Regions from separate parts of the Columba livia genome. Here region 1 is linked to region 2. The links are chromatin contacts, called in public Hi-C maps. All regions are on one chromosome and are shown on one strand. The core of a region is the stretch at or near the end of the contact, and the rest is flanking DNA. Distances in the headings are between cores, read along the strand shown.

What was found. Hi-C and Micro-C count contacts between places; a contact is called where the count stands out from the background.
Region 1: a contact with region 2 is called in a Hi-C map of crop, with 3 times the contacts expected there. The contact joins the promoter of CACNA1G here to the enhancer-like site in region 2. A contact is called at or near these places in 2 of 2 Hi-C or Micro-C datasets (crop and liver).

Annotation. Positions count from the first base shown.
Region 1 is chr18:8,668,497-8,671,196 of bColLiv1.pat.W.v2, reverse strand. It overlaps CACNA1G (calcium voltage-gated channel subunit alpha1 G), which reads left to right and starts at 1,294. Exons shown (of 39, transcript XM_065034840.1): 1 at 1,294-2,009. The coding sequence starts at 1,768.
Region 2 is chr18:8,471,121-8,473,820 of bColLiv1.pat.W.v2, reverse strand. It overlaps ANKRD40 (ankyrin repeat domain 40), which reads right to left. Exons shown (of 5, transcript XM_065034825.1): 5 at 916-2,700. ABCC3 (ATP binding cassette subfamily C member 3) reads left to right here. Exons shown (of 31, transcript XR_010467046.1): 31 at 1-316. Among named protein-coding and RNA genes, the nearest start is that of ANKRD40, 7.0 kb to the right of the region's middle. Within about 2 kb of position 1,365, at least 1 of the 3 cell types and tissues checked has an H3K27ac peak away from gene starts, as active enhancers do.

The sequences.
Region 1 (2,700 bases), core at 45-2,544, 200 kb before region 2:
GGCTTGCAGGAGGATCTCCTAGCAATGCATGGTGGGGCTAGGGGGTTTGCATCTCCTCTTCTGCCTGGACACTGTCTCTTGCAGTTCTGCAGCAGAGTCCAGCTGGCCTTGAGGTTTTGCCAACAGCCATGTGATTTGTCTTGGGCTGGACAGCACAGGCTGTGAATCCAAGATCATGTGCGCTCCCAGGCCAGCAGGGTTCAGCAAAGAGAAGGCACTTTGGGTCAGACAAGAGCATCTTCCTATTGCTCTCGCAGGTGGTTTTGAGATAGCTGGAGCTCTTGGGTGCTCAGATACACATGATGTAAAGGGCTACTAGGGAAAGGTGAGAAAGCAATTTCTAAAGAAATTTTAAGGATTACAAATGTTGCCTTGGTTCAGCTGGGGGGATGTCTGCACTCGGGAAGAGTGTTGCCTGCAGAAAATACTTTACCCCGGCCCTGATGAAAGAAGGTTTCTGGCTTGCGCCGTGGCCGGGAGCACCCACCGTGGCGTGTCTCTCGCTCGGGGCCGTGTCTGCGCCCCCGGGGGATGCTTGCGGCGCGGTTCCCGCCGTCGGGGCCATCTCCCGTTGTGGTCGGGAGTCGCACCGGCAGAGGGAGCTCCGGCCGCGTCCTCTGAGCAGGGGAGACCGGACTGGGGGTACCCGCTGCTCCCGCGGCTGGGGGTGGCGGGCGCCTTCCCGCTAGAGGCTCGGTTCCTCTGGGAGCTGCTGGCCGGAATCGTGTCCCTCCCCAGCCTAGGGGCCACCTATTCTGGACGGGGTGGTACCCCGCGGGGAGCCGGAGGGGACACACAGCGGTGACCCAGATGCTCCGAGCCCGGCGGCACTGTCTCCGTTCGCAAGCGGTGGGGGACACGGCGGGGGGAAGCCGCCCGGTGCCCTGCAGCGGGGCGAGGCTTCCCCCTGCTTCATCATGTCCTCCCCCTGGCCCATCTCCCCCTCGCCTTGCCGCTCATCGGCATCCCCCTCTGCCGGTGCTGCAGTGTGTCCCACCCGGGTCAGCCTCCGTCTAGCGCAGGGCAGGGTTCCCCCTCACCCCCGCCTCCAGCGCTCGGCCCTGCAGATCCCCCTGCTCCGCTTCCTGCCTACCACTGGCAGGGGGGTGACCGGGCCCGACCCCCAGCTGGGCAGCGCCGGGCGGGTGCGCCCCGTCCAGCCCCGCCGGGGAACCCTGTCTGCCCGTCCAGCTGTGCTGCCCGGACGGACACCCGCGGCAGCCAATGGGGAGGCGTGGAGGGGCCGGGGAAGCTTTCCTATTGGTGGCGGGGGGAGGAGGAGCCGGGACTTGAAGTTGGAGTGAGGGATCCAGCTGTGCGGAGCGCTCGGCTCGGCCGCCCGCGGGAGCATCCTCCGCCGGCCGTCCCCGGGGCGCCGGGCAGCACTCCCCCGCCCCGGGCAGATGTTGGGGCGCGGAGGGGGCAGGCAAAGCTGCTAAGGCTGCCCGCCCCACGGGTGGAGGCCAGCACCGGCAGCGGGGGCCGCCCCGCCGCCTCCCTGCCTGCAGCGTGCCCGGCTCGGGCCCCCGGAGGCACGGCGAGGAGGAGCTACGGAGCCCGCAGACGGCAGGGCAGGGCGAGGGGGGCGGCCCGGCCCCGGCCCCGGTGGGGGGCGAGGCAGCGGCTGGCCCGGCCATGCCACCCCGGCGCTGAAGTCGGCCCGCCGCAACCCCCAGCCCCCCGGCCCCGCCATGGCCGCGCCCCTCTAGGCGCCCCACCGGCTCTCCCCGCGTCGCCCCGGCTTCCCCCGGGGCCGCCGGCCGGAGGATGGACGAGGATGGACCGCGAGCGGCCGAGGAAGAGCCGGAGCCGGGCAAAGCCAAGACTTTCATCCGCCTTAATGACCTGTCCGGGGCCGGGGGCCGCCCGGGGCCGGGGGACAGGGAGGCGGGCAGCGGCGACTCGGAGGCGGAGGCGCTTCCCTACCCGGCGCTGGCCCCCGTTGTCTTCTTCTACCTGAGCCAGGAGAGCCGGCCGCGGAGCTGGTGCCTCCGGCTGGTCTGTAACCCGTATCCTTTGCAGGTGCTCAGCGGCGAGGTAAGCCCTGCGGTCCCCCCCACCCCCCATCCTCAGAGTGGCGGGCAGGGCGGGGAGCATCTCCCGGCTGGAGCCCGCCGGATGATGGGGAAGGAACTGCTATTTGGTGGACCCATCATCCTCCGTCCCCGGGGTAAGGGGGGGAATCCAGGCGATGCTTGCCCCCTCCCCGTTGTCCGGCCGGGAAGTTTTGCGGACTGTTGCAGGGGGCTCGGTGCTCCCTGGCGGGGTGCAGGGCTGGGGGGGTTTGGGGCTCCCCTCCCCCGGCCGCCCCGCCACGATGTCCCGGCTCCCGCGGGCTCCGTCGCACCGCTCCATGGGGAGTAGCGGCGGGAGCCCTGGGCGACCTTTCCTCCCCCGGGGATCGGCGTCCGGTATCCCAGCTTTCCCCGGCGCACCGAGGGATCGTAACCCCAGTCTCCCCCCACCTTGCACGACGGTTCTTCCTCCCTGGCCCCGTTTCTCGTCAGTTTTAGGCTCTTTGGTCCCTACCCCGAGGGTTTTAAGCTGGGTGCAATCTGGGGAGAGGTAGTGGGGCTCAGGGGGTTGGTTTGCTGCCCGGCTCCGAAGTACCTAAATAATTCAGAGCGTGTGAGGCCGGGCTCTCTGCAGTCCCCTGGGAGATGCTCCTTGCTTGGAGGGGTCGGGGCAAGATGGGGGTCA
Region 2 (2,700 bases), core at 116-2,615:
TTTGATTTTGGTTTTTTATTTTATTTTTTTTACATTAGTGACTTGCCACAAAAGTGACTTGTGAATGTACTGTAATTTACAAAACAGTTTTTGTAGTAGACTAAACTTGTGATATGTGAACAAAGTATTTCACTATGACAAGGACCAGAAAGTGAATTTTATATTTTTAAATATTTTCTATACACATAAAGTATTTTATTATATGCTTTTTTTTCCCAAAGAATGCCAAGCATTTTGCCAAGAAAATGTATGTATCACAAAGCAATATGTACTGTATTTGGGTTTAGAATTAGTAAATTATATTAATGGTACAAAACATAACTGGTTTGTGTTTTCTGCATAAGGACTCACTGGTTTTGAAGTGGAAATACAAGCCCAGTGAAGCGGTGACTCAGCTGAAAAATAGAGAAATGATGTGGTTGTGGGACCTGGGGTATCCCTGCCCAGGGCAACTTCAGCCTTATATAATTCCTCTTCAGCCTAAGAATTGCAAGTAACGTGTATTTAAAACTAAACCTACAGATGGCTTAATATAAATCATTAACTACACAATTTCTACTAATTTGGGAGGCTCCACATAAGCCTGCAGGGACATGATTGGCACAGAAGTGTTATAATTTCACTCTATCTGTCTTACGGATGAAGTCACTATGAGTAAGTCTTCATTTAAGCTGAGCAGATGTGTATATAATTTATCTCATTCAACACTTAATCACCTGAGATAATATGTGATTTGTATTGCAGAAATAAATATCTCCCTTATCATTGATAAAAAGCCGCCTCAGATAAAGGGAGTACCATGTCTAAACAGTATTTGCTGCTAGAATCTAAGACATCTTCCGCTTCAGTTGTTCGCTTCTTCCACCAAGCAAGAAAACGTCCCTATATTTTTCCATAAGTAAAGTTCAGAAAAACTTTGAGAAGGCAAAAATAATCATTTATTAATTATTACAAATGACACTTCTTAAATAGAAACAAGAACCTGCAGCCAAGCATTCATTCAACATTAAGATTTCATACAGCGGAGCACAAAGTAATGAATTATTTGTCATACGCAGTAATGTAATGATTATACATCAATCAGACTTAGGAGTGTTAACAGTATTTTCTGAGTATAAACTGTGTTAAGGTATAAAAATATTCCTCTGAATGCATAGACAGCGATAATCGGTGCAAGATAATCGGTGTAACAAGGAAGACGTCAACCCAAGAGCTGAGCTTTTTCTCCACTAGGTCTGACTGGTTAAGCCTGGTACGTCCCTGGATTTAGGCGGTGTTTGTGCCAGGGAACACAACGGCCAAAGTGCAACACGAGGAACAACAGTTTTATTACTGCGTTACACAGAAGTTAATACACCACCAGCGATTCAGTATAAAAATAGCTATTGCCAGTGACTCGGACCACGTTTGACCTCCAGCACTTTGCAGAAAAGGATATTGTGTTGTGACTAAATGCTCTACTACAGCCTTAGGAGACCGAGCTTCGGTCTAGTTGAGTGGCACGCAGGAAATTCGGGTGTTTGCATGGACAAAACGAGGTGGATGGGGAGAGGGCTCCCTCTCGTGTGCTGGAACAGTTTGAGTGGCTCCCTGCTCAGCACGCTGCTCATATAAATCCATTTACAGGTTTGCATGCAAGGTACCGCTAACTCGGGCTGTCAGTTCTTAGGCAGCAAGACAGTGCAATCCTTTGGGTGCTGTAGTTTCCAAAGAAACCGGGGAGAAGGGAGTGAGAAGACAGAAAAAGTGGGAAATTCACTCTGGTTCAGCATGTTCTGTTTTCCTGTTGTATCTGGTACTGAAGTTTGTTCATCTAATTCATGCTACATGCTTCTACAGTTTCCCAGAATAGAATTCTCCCTTTGTCTTACTCTGAGTAAAATCCTTAAAAATTAGATAAAATCCAGCTCTTTAAATACTTATCAATTTATTTGTTTCAGAATTTCATAGCAAAGTAGTCTAATTCTGAATTTTAAGTCACAGGAAAAGTGTTGTTTTTTCAGACAGCAACGCAGGTAAACACAAGGCATTGGACAAAAAAGGAAATACATTGCATAGGAACATCAAGATTTAATATCAGCCCAGACAACCCCGGGCATTTCACTAGTTAATTTTTTTACACAGGCAACTTTAAAGTTTCAAGATGCAATTTTTCTCAGGAATGTAGAGAGAAAAGGACACTAAAATTACCATTTTTGTGCTTTTAAAAGGGGAAATTAAAGCAGCGTTGGCGAAATGTGTTTTCAATACAGTAACAAAAATAGTATTTTCAATTGCACACGTCAATATATTGACAGACAACAATAAAAGGGATTTTGGTTGAGAGCATATTTATGATTTGGATAATTACTGTCACTTTTTGTTTTCACCTGAGAAATAGGGAAAAGGGTAAACAGGGATTAAGAAATCACAGGTAATAAGTCACTTGTTAGTATTTAAACTAGAGATGGTTTTGTGCTTCTTCTAGAGATTTAAACCCTTCTGGTTGTTTTCCTTCTAAACAAAATATGATTTAAAATATGTGATCTAAAAAGTGAACATTAATGGTAATGGACTCAGTACAAATATTAAATGGGTTTCACGGCAGGTTCTTTAGCCTGGGTACCTCTGCTATTTTATAGCAAACAAACTATTAGAACAGTTTAAGGTAAGCTTTTCCCTGAGAGCTGTTAACTCTACAGTATTTCAAGATTTTTCTAA